Linked DNA regions of Anas platyrhynchos: region 1 is linked to region 2. The links are chromatin contacts, called in public Hi-C maps. All regions are on one chromosome and are shown on one strand. Each heading gives the region's core, a stretch centred on a gene start, on an enhancer-like site or on the middle of the called end of the contact. The rest is flanking DNA. Distances are from core to core; before and after follow the strand shown.

Region 1 (6,583 bases), core at 784-3,283, 71 kb before region 2:
AGGTCGAGGGCCATTAAGAAAACTAGGTATGAATTAATGCTCCATAATTCACACATCCCAGGCCTTCCTACAGGCAGAGAATTTTATTCTAAAATGTTGTTTTAATTATTTACATGTTAATTGATTGGTATAGAAGTGGATTCACCGCAGGTGTATTAATGAGGAAGCGGTTGGCTTCTGAGTGACGCTTTGTTTGTCCAAAGTGAAAATCAATACGCAACTGAAGAACCAGAAAGACACCTTGATTTTATTTATTTATTTATTTATTTATTTTCTTCCTGGTGGCTGCAATGCCTTGCGTGAGGCAGAGATGCATACAGCAGAGAGGCCTCCTCACCTCCGTCAGCCTTGGAAAGCTGTGTTAAAGGTAGGGGAGATGGAAACTGCTCTGGGTAGCTGCGAACACACAACGTGATTGCAAACAGCTATTGCAAAGCCTCTGCCCCAGTGCTTCCCCCCACTGCAGCTGGGCTGGGGGCTCCAAGGGTCCCTTCTGCCCCCGGCAGCCATACAGATGTCTCCCACACATGGAGCACTGGGTTTCAGCTCCAACATCTGCACGGGACAGCAACAGTCCTGGTGGGGGCTTGGTCCCCGAGAGCTCCCCGGGAATTTTCCTGCTAGCACCGAGCTCTGCTCCCCTCCTGCCACGTCGGGGCTGCGCTCACCTGGGGTGGGATAGGCAGGGCAGGCTCGTGCTGCGCCGTGCAGCTGGTTGAATTTTCTTTACTTTCTTGGAAGCTCAGAGCAAAACAGTTATTTTAGTTGTTGCAACAGTTCCCTTTTGTTTTTGCTTTGCTGACCAAAGCAGATGGTTTTCAAAAACTTCAGGAAAAATCTTCTGGTTTGCATTACAGAAAACAAAACAAACAGCTGCTTTTCTGCAGCCAATGTGTACTTTAAGGAAAATTCTTGCTTTTAATGAAAAATTGGAACAAATGATTAATCATGGCTTTTCTTTTTTCTTATTTTTCTTTTTTTTTTTCTTTCTTTTTTTTTTTTTTTTCCCCTTAAAAAATATTGCATTTCCAATGACATGCCTCCAGGCAAATTCCCATTTTGAGGGGACACACATGGTGCTGCTGCTGGCTCTGTCTGTCAGGCTTCACCCAGGAATTTGGGTTATGTCCGTTTCCACCTGTGATGCTGCAGGTAGCTCTGCTCAGCAGGGAGTGAGCGCTGCACAGGGGAGCAGGGAGCACAGGAGCAGGGATTTGCAGCAGCTGACTTCTCCTGGGCTCCTCGTGGGCTTTTGGAGCCTCATGTACCATGGATGGAGCTGTGTGGGACGGGCTGTCCCCTGAAGTGAGTCTGGGATTGTCTTTGTGAAGCTTAAATCACATTTCAGGAGAAACCCATTGAGCTGTGCTTTGTTCTCTCCCTTGACTGTCTGCAGCCTTTGGTCCCCTGCTGTCCCCAAGCTGGGGACACCACCACGAGCCCAGGAGCTGCAGGGAGGGACACCACCACTGCCACCACCGCTGCAGGCAGCAGTTATCCAAGCTGTCCCCTCTGGGTTGTGTTTTCCAATAACAGGGAGAACTAAAGACGAGTTGTGTGTTTCTGGGAAGCCGCAGTTCTCCAGGAAATGCCCTGTTTTTGGAAGGCAAAGAAAGCTCTGAATGCTGTGATGACCCCAAGTGCAGCGTGCAGAAGAAAGGGGCAAAGGCTGGAGGCTCCATAGGAAGGAAAAAACCCCTGGGAGACTGGGAGAAGAGGGGGAGACATGAATACACCCTGGCAGGTTTATTTCCAACCCGATACAGAATCAGACCCCGAATTCTACAGCACCAGACCTGTGGGAAACATCCACCCAGTGCAGCCCACCCAAATGCTGTGGAGCCAAACTGAGCCCCAGGAAGCCTTCCTAATTTTCCAGAAGGTTTTGGAGCCGTGGGGAGCAGGACAGGCTGAGCAGGATGGGTCTGGCCATGCTGCTGCTGCTTTGCTGTCACACAGTGAGGGCTCGCAGAGCCTGGGCTCTTTGAAGGCAAATCTGCAGCCACGAGAGGGTGCGTTTGTCCTTACAGTTGAGCTCGCAGCACGCATAAAAGGAGTTCAAAGGAATTAGTGGAAGGTCCTCGGAAACGCTGCACAGCCGGGGTCTGTGTGTCCTGAGGAGCTGGGAGGAAATTAAAGACCCCGAGCAGCTCAGACACCTCCTAGCACTCTGCAGAATAAGTCAGGTAATGTGCAAAAAATCACTGCCCAGGACTGGTTTCAGCCCCCTTTAACCCACCTGATTGTAGTGAAACCAAAGGAAAATTCCTTTGACACCAACACTGTGTGTTTTGTACCAGGCTGTTGCAAGAGAGCATCAGTATGGGCAGTATATTCCAGGGGAGAAAAAAAAAAATAAAAAAAGCTTTGAGAGACTTTGTCCACAACAGGCAGGTTGCTGGAAGCTGCCCTGCATCACCCAGGAGAGCCAGGGCCACCCAGGTGCTGAGACCTCAGCCCAGCCTCCTACTCCCTTGCATCTCAGCCCCCCGTCTCCAAGAGGGGAGCAGGGATCTGTCCTGCTCTCCTGTCCCACACACTGGGTACAAATCCAGCTGTGGCACCGTGGAGGAACCGCAGGTGCCTGTAGCAGCCAGGTTCTGGGTCAGGACCCAGCCCCACAGCAGCATGGAAGGGGTCAGCAGGCTGAAGTTAGCCTTTGTCTGCAGCAGGATCATGCCAAAGGTGGGCAGCCTGTCTTTGGGAAAGGGCTGGAGAACAGGCGACTGCAGGAGCAGCGCAGGAGAGGGGAGCAGAGCAGGAACCTTGCTGTACCACTGATGGAGCCACTGGTTTGGATGAAGATGTTCCTCCAAATGGTCAGTGGCTCTGGGTCTCCGGCAAGGGCTCTTCTGAGCAGAAACCAGACTTTTCCTTCTCCTGCAAGAAAGAGAAGGGGAAGAAGTGATGTTGGGAGGATGTGGGACACCCTCCAGGAACAGGCTCCAGCCCAAGACAGCTCCGACATGAAATGGCAATGAGCAGAAAGGGGATGTAGACACGCTTTTGGGGTTGCAGCCACCCAATAAATGCAACTCGGTGTTTGAGGGAAGCAGCCTCTCTGGGGCAGGGAGTGAGAGCTCACCCCCAGCCCTCAGTAAATGAATGTTCCCAGGGTGAAGGCTCAGGGCTTTGGTGGGATCCCAGCAGTGGTGGCAGTGCTGCAGGGCACGCAGCAAGGCTAGGGAGGGTCTGTGCTGGGAAGGTGGCATGGACAGGAGGTGCTTTGTGCAAGAATGGGCAGGGAGAGAAGGAAATGGTTCACCCTCTGATGCTTTCTGAGGAAAACTTCCAGACTAAAAGCAAAATCCCATAATATTGTCTAAAAAAGGAGTATTGCCTTTAGGCACAGATCTCGTAAAGGCTGGGAAAAGGCACCTCTCAAAGGAGCTTTTCAGTGAAAAGCCCTCGAGCCCAACACTTTGGGCACAGGCACAAGTGGAATATTGGCATTGTTGGTCCCACTGGTTCATTGTGCACAGGGCCTGGGTTAGGCATTAAGAGAAGGGAGCTGCAGGGACGTCGAACAGAGGAACTGTAGAAGGTAAATTAATCTTCCCATTTCTCCCCAAATGAGTTATTAATCATTGCTCATTTACATATTCATTAACCATAACACACACCATATTTTTATTAATGTGGCAAAGAAACAATTATAGGTGAAAAATGGCTTGTCTGTTTATTTTATACACCGATCTTGTTCCTCATTTGCATGATTTAAAAAAAATGATCTTTCTTCTTGCCACACCAAAAGGAAAGCGTCTGCTTGAGCCGTGTTCCAGTCAGAGACTACGGAAGGGCTGCTGGAATGAGCAGCAGGGGAGCAACCAGGCTTGGGTGCCTTTTCTTTTTATTTTATATTATTTTTGTGCCAGGAACAAGCTACATCATGTCAATCCTGGGCTGGGGTGAGAGAGAGCAGCCTGGTCCAGGTATTTCAGCCTGGTGGCCCGTGGGTACCTCCTGGCTGTAGGGCTTCAGAGGGTGCTTTGAGAAGGGGCTGCAAAAGAAACCCAAAGCTCTCTCTATGCATTTCCACTCAAGCAAGTGAAAGGTGGGGAGCAGAAATAACAAATGAATATTCAAAGACTAATTTGGAATTGATTATAAAGTGGAACCATCAAATGGTCAATAGTTTCTTTTATTCTTAGGGGCCTGACATGAGGCTTGGGGATATCGTTCCTCAAGCACTTTAATCCAAAGTTCCTTCCCACTTCCTTCCCTGCAATTTTATGAGGAATATTACAGGAATTCAGAAAGTTTTAGTAAACCAGCCATGAGGCACCAGTCCAAAGGGAAAGCCTTGCTTCTCCCATGGCCATTTTTTTGCTCAGGAACATGAAGACAGAGTTCAGCAAAACAATGTTGCAGTGAAAAAAAGAATACATTGCCAATTAAAATCTCTTATTGTGAGTTACTGTGGGTGAACAGTGGGGCTGGGGGTGTTGTCTGGGTGCTGGGTGCCAGGCATCAAACCCAGCTCTGGAAGGGTCCTTCCCGTCCCCATCGCCAGCTCCCTGCTCTGACTGGAAAGCAAAATAAGAGCTGTTTGCCTCTTTTCTAGCAAGGGCAGCAGCCCAGTTTCTAGAGTTGTCCCCACGCAAGGTCCAGGGCTCAGATGTAGTATCCAGCTCAGCAAATTCCCATCCCAGGGGCAGCAGGGCTGTGTTCTTGCCTGGCTTCCCTACGTGTAGGCACTGCTGGACACAGCCTACAGGGACGTGCATGGAGTCCCTTTTGTCTGCTTTGCACGCTCTGGTCTCAGTGCTTGGGAAAAAAACTGAGGTCTTTGGAACTGCCTCTGCTCTGGGAAATTCAAGAGAAATCATCCAAAAGCAAAGACTGGAGAGCTGGAGGAATAGACAGACAGACACGGTGTCATCTCCGTAGGAAAGCTGGATTAGAAATTTGGAAAGCAAGGACACAGAAGACGGGGCTTCAGGAAGGGAGGCTACTCAGATGCAATCAAATGGTGGGGTTTTGGTGGGGAAAAAGGTGTCAGGCATCAAGAGAGGGGGGCACAGCACAGCAGGAGGGCAGCAAGGGCAGTGGGGTGAGGAAGGAATCCTCCTGCTGCTGCTTACATGGGTGAGGGAACTGGGAGCACCTTGTACATGGTCCCCAGCACAAAATGCTGCTTGCAAGTAAAGAGGAATAAATTGCATTTTACCACAACATTTGAAGACATTGCTGACATCAGGTGCTGGGGAACACCCATTGCAATCCTGGGAGGGATCCTTACGACTGCTGGAGTTTTATCTGTGCAAGCTGTGACCTTGCTGCAAAATTTTCTCCCTGTATGAGGGAAAGGGACTCCGAGCAGCCAGCTGGTGGAAGGACATGTATCTCTGTCCGTCCTCGTTCCCCTTCTCATGCATGAATGCACTGGCTGATGGCAACCAATTTGACGGGAAGGTAGCTACCGAAATAACAGCCGTGTGTACCTGCATGGGAAATGGGCTGGGGTTTGGTCAGTGTCCCTTTTGCTTCTAATCGCTTTGGGCTGACTCCCGCAGCTGAGCCCAGCGGCTGAAAAGCCATAGCCAACATCTCTGTCAAGGGAGGACCGGGAGAGGAGTTTTATGGGCATGGGCAGAGATGACAGCGATCTTTGCCCTAATTCAGTTACAAAATGAATCAAAGGGGAGACACATCTGTAGGAAAACAGAGCACATTCGTTCTGCTGTTCATGGGCCTGCCCATCTTCTGTGTATAGCTGGGAGCTCAGAATGCCCCTTTTATTCTTAACATGACCTTTGCATTTATTTCTTATTCAAATAATAAAAAAAAATATCTGGAAGGGGGAGTTTCTTTCAGAGATCATCTGCCAAGTCTGATCCATTTCCATAAAAGTCCAGTGCAGGGAGAAATGGTATGGTTTCACAATGTATGAGAAACCAGAAAGCTTTGCCAAAAATAAAACAACAGCTCTGGGTGTAAGCCTTCCTTCAGCATCCTGGGGTGGTTTCACACCGCCCTGCTCCCTTGGCAGGTAGCAATTTGTGACCCTCCCATTTACTGCAAGTGGGCAAAGTGCCCTGCAGTGTCTGGGGTTTTCCACGAACTTGAAAGAACAGACGTTCAGTGTATTTGTTCTCCTTTGCTAATGATATTTTTGATCGACCTCTGTTTCTCCAATTTCTGGCTTGCATTTCTCGCCTTCTTATTTAATGATTATTATTACTTAGGAATGCTTTCCGGCCCTTGGTGTTAATGTGTCCTGGAACTGCGCAAGAAGTAGGCTGCACAGCCCTGGTTTCTGTTCCCCAGTGTCACAGAGCATACGAAAACCAGACGATCAGACATCCTGAAAATGTCTTGTATAATAAGCAAATCCAAAGGAATCACACCAAGGGTGCTTGGTTTAAAACCTGGGGGGAGCTGGAGACGGGAAGCACCCCGTGGCTGCCTCTGTGGTCCCCGTACGGCTGAGAGCTCCTGGAAGATCAGCAGGGCTGCGTTGCATGAACATCAATTCCTCTTTCAAGAGGGAAAGTCGTATAACACAGGCTCCCAGTCAAGCTATACTTGATCACAAGCTTTTGCTTTAATTAATTACAGCGTAGCTGTTTTCTTGCAGTTT
Region 2 (6,783 bases), core at 2,360-4,859:
TAAGTGCTCTCTGTGCAGGAGGCCAAACGTGAGGCTGTGAAGAGTGCATCCACACCAGAGACCAGAACCACGAGGAAGCTTTGGGCACAGCTGAGAGCTGGGGCTGCAGAGCACCACGAGTAGGTGAAGACTTCCAGCAGGACAGGGGCATCTTCCAGTGGTATGGGGCATTTGTGGCTAAGGTGAGGACAAGGGGGTGCAGGCGCAAGGTGCTGTTCTGGGGCCTCTCTTTGGGCGTGCCAGGGGCCCTCCAGGAGGCACTTTACCTCTGACTTGTCTGTGAGGGCAGTGCAAAGATCACTTCAGAGCTTTGCTTCTTTGAATCCAATCTGCTACTGGCTGTTTCTCATTCAGGTATTTCACAGTCAAAACTCATAGCGTTGCACTCTGCTTCTACTAATTTGATGCCAGTCAAGATGTGCAGAAGGTCTTCAAGGTGACGGTCCTCTGCAGGTATCTCCTCATGGCTACAGGGAACACCTCAGGGAAACACACCCAGGGATGTGCTCCCTGCCCTGCATAGGATGGACAGCCTGAAGAACCTGTGTTGAGGGAAATAAGGCAGGAAAAAGCTAGGAAAGAGCCACATGGCTATCTTCACGTTACAGATGGGGAAATGACCCAAGCTGAACACTGCATTGTGCTTACTCTGCCTCCTGGGTGCTTGCTAAATATCATGGTTATTAGTGGTAACTAGATAGTGGTAGCTAGATCACCTTCACTACTCCTAATAACAATTTAAGCTCCCATGGCACTTTATAGGAACAGTATTGTGGGTGCCTCATTCTCCTTCTTCCTTATGGACCAGATAGTTTGAACTGTTTCTCCCATATTGCTTCGCAGTCTCTTGGTAAGGGAAGCATCGTGACCAAAATGCATTGTAAGGCATGAGGTATGACCACAGAAATTTGTCCAAACATAGCAGACGCATGAATGTTTCCTTTTGTGAAATTGCATAGTAGCATTTCAAAAGAGAAATCTTTGGGCTTTTGGATGAAAAATGAGTTTATTTTTAGTTGGGAGCATTCAGTGTCTTAAAGGAAGTACTTAAAACAAAACCCTGCATTTTCTTACTAGACATTTGTTGTTGTCCAGAAGCCCAGTTTTCTGGGAAACAGAACTTTTTGGATGGTCCTAATTATTCTATTGCAGTTTCAAAGGGGGTGACATGAGCATGTACTGGAAAAGCAACAGCTCTCAGAAAAGACAATAAGTGATCAAGTCTCCCACAGGAGACAATTTGGGTAATGTAATCTGCTCAAACAACCAGTTCTTTCAACTTGTGAGAAAATTTCTATTGAGCTCGAACAGGTCAATAACATTTTCCCCCATTTGGAGAGGAATAGAGAAATTAACATTATTATTTTTTTGCCAGCATTTTTGTTATTTAACAGCCTTTTAGAAACCCATTTCCTATGCTATTTTAAGCTGCAGGCACAGTCAGGAGACCACATCTAAGAGTGACGATTTAAATCTCTAGACAGCTCAGGAGATAAGTCAAAACAAATTTCAGGATGTTCCTCTAAAGAGCTGTTTCCACTTAAGCAAGTCCCGTTGGGAGCCTGGTTAAAGAATCACCTAATCCACTACACATTTTATACATTTAAACAGGTCCATTTGAAAGAAAGTTTTGTGAAAATTTCTGTGCTGTGCATACGTAATGAATGCCATTGGAGGAGGCTGAAAATTGCTGCTGTTTTTTAGCTCTTCACTTTGTTGATGTTGATAACTTTATGGTATCTTGATTTTATTTTATTTTTACTGCCATCCTCAAGGCTACTGCACCATGCAGAGCTCTTCCTTTACTCCCCAAAAATGTAATAAATGCAGCAAGGCTGCTTGATGTAAGAAAAATGCTATGCAGAGGTGAAGTAAAAAGAATATATTATAATACAGGGTAAAAGAAAACGGGAGAGGTAAGATAGGCATGTAATTTGAAAGATCTATGCATTCTTTTTACAAGAAGGTGATCTGGGGAAGGGGAAAACATGATCAACCCCTGCAGATAGTTGTGGTGGTTTCTGTTGCAGAGGTATTAGGTGTAGAGACCTCACCTCCCTCAGCCCAGGAAGATGAAAAGCTTCATCTTCTAGGGTCTGAGCATGAGGCAGTGTGTTGCAGTCCCTAGCCCAGCATCCGTCCCTCTGGGATCCCAGGCCCGCGTTGGTGTGGAGCAGGTGTGTCTGCATCTGGTGTCCAGAGCAGGGCAATGATTTCAGAGGTTTATCAAGCATGAAATGTCTTCTTGCACACTGGTCCTGAACCCATCCATATCCTGCCTTCAGGAATGACATGAGCATCATTACTTTAATTCTCTCACCAAGGAAGCATGTTCTCATGTACCAGAGGGAAGCGCTGGCTGCTCACCACCTGGTAGGCATTGTGAACTGGGAGAACCAGGACTCACACAGCAGTCAGGATGTGCCACCAGTGTATATTTATACACCAGTGATCTACTGGCAACTACTGAAGGGCAATATACTAACAACCTACAAATACTTTGAAGAACTGTATTAAAGGCGTCAGAGCCAAGCTCTTCATCTCTTGGTGATGGGAAATGATATGACAAGGGGTAATACCACAAAGTGATGCTTCCAAATGTCATTTGAATGGGTGTTTGGAAATAATTGTTCACTGGGTAGTACAGGTTGAAATAGAAGAGTGAGCTATCCAGCCTTGGAGATGTGACTGAACCGGGTGTGCGGTGTTAGGCTTGCTTTGAACTAGAAACCTCTCCAGACATCCCTTCCAACCAAGTTCTCTTTTTGGTTCTGCAGTGACAGACTTTCACCATCTTAGGCTGAAAGTTTCAAGGTGCAGAAGGGATGCCACCTACATTTTATTTCTTCCGTCTCAGTTCTCAAAATATTGACACCTCATCAGAGAAAATGTCAGGAACAACACTCTGCTTCGTGACTGCAATCCTTTCCAGTCACAGTCAAATAACATAGGCTAGGAGCTACAAAAATTACTTTTGTCAAAAGCAGCATAATGGTATCTTTTATTTTCAAGTACTAAAGCACATCAGTAAAAATAAGAAAGCAGCCATTGTCACATTGATCAGAAGTGATCTGCAGAGCATGGAGTGAAATCTGTTGAGTAGAATCTGCCAAACTAATGTAATATCTGGAATAAAGGGCCTTGTATGTGTGTCCTGAAAACTTGCTGTGATAATATTTTGTCCTGGATTTAATGAGAGGCACACAGGACTTGTTTGTTTGCTGCCTAAACTTCTTAGCCTGCACCCTCTTTCCAACCCCATCACTGGAGAACAGTTGTAGGAGACTTGATGGATTCTGATCTTAACCCTAGACTTCTTTTTGACCTTAGACACACTTTGTAGCTTTTCTACCACAGCTGGTTTGTCTCCTAAGTCAGTGATACTCATGTGGCCAGCAGTCAGTTCTGGTGTACCAGTGCACTAGCTGTGAGGTTTTGTTGTTAGCAGTGTGTTGTTTTTTTTTTTTTTGTTGTTGTTGTTGTTAAAGATTTTGCACTTGCAGAAGCAAAAGTAGGCTAAATGCTCTATTTCTGTATTGGCTGCTTATGTTCTCCCTTTCACATCCTTTAATAGAATTTGAAGCTGAAGAAAGCTCTGTGGTCATCTAGTTTGACCTTGTTTATAACACAACAAGATCTTTGTTATTGATTCCTGCATCAGACCCTGACTTGTGGTTAGACTAAAGGCGGTATTTTACAGATAATTTATTAAAAGTACTGTAATGCCTTGAGTGTTAACTCCATCCCATGGCTCCAGTGCTGCAGTTAGATAACTCACTCTTAACAAAGGGTCTTGCATGTACAAACATTGTTTCATGTCTAATACACCAGATGGCTTTCTATCAGCTTCCAACGGTTTCAAGGGTAGTTAAATTTTGGCTGTAAGTCCTGTTGTTTGCTTTTGTCCCTCTCATCTGCTGCAGAATTCCCAATAGTATCCACAGAGGTAATAAGGTTAGAAATGAGCTTCATGTGAGTGAACTGGGAAACGTGCTCTAAAAGGCTGAGACCCTTCTCACATCCGTGTTTCTGCTCAGGAGGCAGCACAAGTGTCTGCACCAGGGCTCTGATGCTTTTCAGCTTCTTCAAGTGAGGCGCTAAGAAAAAAGAACAGACTGAAATATTTCGTGGCCTTTTTGTCATTTGTTTTCTTATCAGACCAGCTGCTAAGAAGAAAACACCCCACACCCCATCCCATCATGATTTAACAAAGAAAAAACAAATCAGCCTTCCCCGCATGGGTTTACCCAGGATGTTGATGCCAGGGGTGTGCAAGCCTGATCACATTTCTAAGAGGGAATTATCCCAGATTAGGGAGAAGGCAATGGTGGCGTTTGCCCTTCCTAGGGACATGTGGCCCCCCGTCAAGGCCCAGGCACTCCCAGCAGACCAGGCAGCTGCTCTGTGCTGTCCTCAGACTGGCTGGCGGCCAGGCAGCGTCCTGGGGCAACGCAGCACGAGGCACCTGCTCCAAACCCTGCTGGAACAGCAGGGAAGGGAGCAGCTAGATGGGCCCCTGTAATCCTAGGTGCTGCCCTGCCTGCTCCCAATCAGATACCCTTACTGGAAGTAAAACAAAGTGCCCCAGAGCGCGGCTGCACTGAAGAGTCTGATTGCAAAGTGCTACGGCTGTGGATCCACATCCTTCCACCTCTGGCATCGACCCCAAATGCTGGGATTGGGGGGTGCTGGCTATGGCTTGCTTTGCAAGCTGCTTTCAGGGAGGATTGGTGGCCCCAGCACTTCTCTGGGGAGATCTTGGATGTTTGGGAGTGTGTGAAAAGGTGGATGTGGTCCCTACAAACCAAGGTTTTGAGTGGCTCAGAGAGTCCCCTTGCATAGCTCTCAGGGTATGGTGTTAGGGTTGGTTGATTTCTTGCTTGCCCCAAAGGAAGAAATCCCAGGCAAGGCTTGTGTTCAGTGAGAGAGCTCAGAAGAAATTCTTGCCAAACAAATAGTATTTGTTCAAATAAAGATTTGATTGTGTATCAGTTCAGGTAAACCAATGCAGGCTGCTTGGTGTGGAGAAGCAGCCTCTGTTAGCTCACACAAGGCTCGTTTCCATTTTCCTTGCTGCATTGAATATGCAGGCACAAAGCCCAGGGATGCAGGGAATTAACACACACAGTTACCCTTGCTGGAAAGAGACCCTTTTCCAGCTTCTCCTGGTGGAGATTCTCGGGGAAGGTTAATCCAAATTAGCCACAGCTGCAGGTTGGGTGGAACCCATCTCATGCCTGCCAAAATAGATGGTGAGAATGCAAGCTGCTCATGCAATTCAAGTAGCTTGTTTTAGAGCAAGAGTCTTAAAGTGTAGAGGGTTGACTGGATTGCCAGCTACTTCAGCTAGATCAGTGTGGAAGAGCAGTTAGGAAGAACAGTCCCTTGCTTGGTTTAGAGCTGCTTTTGTGACAGGCACATCTCACCTCGTTGGGGTTGGGAAGCCCAAAGCCTTCTTTTGGAAGTGCCCTGTTCATCCAAAGGAATGGGCAGGGCTTTCTTTATATCCCCATTGCTGGGAGCATTATCATCATTCCTGGTTCAACACCTTCCCAGCTCGGTCGTTCAATATGCTCTCATGAACGGGCCAAGCAGCTCCCCGGGGAATATCAGGATTCTATTAACCCAAACTCAAAAGAAAAAAATAGGTTTTTGTTTGACCAGGCTCTTTGCTAAAAAATAAAAATAATTATATTTAAAAAAAAGTCAACATGCTTCTAATACTGCTGCTGAGTTTTGATGTTATTGTGATATTTCATTTCTGTATAGTCAAAACATTTTTGATATAGTTTTGTTTTCTTTTTAATTGGATTTCATTGTTCATGTGTACTTTGATTGCTGTGATATCAAAGTCCCGACAAGGCATTTTAAGTTTGAGAGCAAAACGCTTTGGTGATTTCCTATCAAAAAATTAAGTGAATTTACACTTGTAAGGTGGCTTAATTTCATTAAATCAGCCCTCTCCTAGAAGAATAAAGCATCTCTAGGATAATCTTTCAAGCAGCCCTAGTGAAAGTGCCTGGTGCAAAGCCCTGTCAAATATTGAAAGCAGACAAAAAATGTGGAGAGCACTCCTTGTGTCGGCAATCTCTAGCTTAGCTGCAGGCATCGCGGGTGTCAGTTGTTACAACAGCAAGGAAAACCATTTCAGACAGAGGTCTGGTGGTGCAGCCTGACTATGTCACTTGAAATAAAAAGGGAACCTTTGCAATATGAATGCAACTGATTGGCCTGTACAACTTCTGAAGTCTTTCACTAAAGAAATGTGTTTTAAGTATGGGTTTTGGTATACGAAGAAAAGGTAGCCTCAAGGTTTTCATCATATCGTCTTGGGTGATTAAGCACGACATTCTTCCTTGCTGTTTAGTATCATCAGTTACCAAACTCAAGCAGAAAGTGCATAGAAATGGTCTCTTCCCTCCCCCCATATGGCTAAGGGAGCCTTTGATCTTAAAGATAGAAGTGGTAATTGACTTCATTTAAAGATTAACTGAATGTAATGCCTTCTGCAAAGAAAAAAGTTATTAAGAAAGTTGTCAATCAAAGCACTGAAGCCTTTTTTAATACATTCTGAAAGTGTTTTAATTTTAATACCCCAAAGGCCAAAGGAAATTTTCAACCTGAAATTAGAGATTAGCAATTTTCAATTTCTCTCCCATCTCTTACTTTTCATCTTCCATCTTCTGGTGGAGGAGGGTGGAAGAAAGGTAGCATTTGGCATGAGAGGAAAACCCAGCAGTCTGGATGCTCCGATATGCTGGGCTTAGAGCTAGGTGCTGACCT

What was found. Hi-C and Micro-C count contacts between places; a contact is called where the count stands out from the background.
Region 1: a contact with region 2 is called in a Hi-C map of F1 follicle, with 3 times the contacts expected there. The contact joins two enhancer-like sites. A contact is called at or near these places in 2 of 8 Hi-C or Micro-C datasets (F1 follicle and F5 follicle).

Annotation. Positions count from the first base shown.
Region 1 is chr19:10,355,666-10,362,248 of IASCAAS_PekinDuck_T2T, reverse strand. No RefSeq gene overlaps it. Among named protein-coding and RNA genes, the nearest start is that of PMP22, 28 kb to the left of the region's middle. Within about 2 kb of position 2,033, at least 1 of the 8 cell types and tissues checked has an H3K27ac peak or open chromatin away from gene starts, as enhancers often do. A contact at or near this core is called in F1 follicle, where this site is marked.
Region 2 is chr19:10,286,062-10,292,844 of IASCAAS_PekinDuck_T2T, reverse strand. All of the region lies in intron 2 of LOC110353853 (a long non-coding RNA gene), which reads left to right. Among named protein-coding and RNA genes, the nearest start is that of PMP22, 98 kb to the left of the region's middle. Within about 2 kb of position 3,609, at least 2 of the 8 cell types and tissues checked have an H3K27ac peak or open chromatin away from gene starts, as enhancers often do. A contact at or near this core is called in F1 follicle, where this site is marked.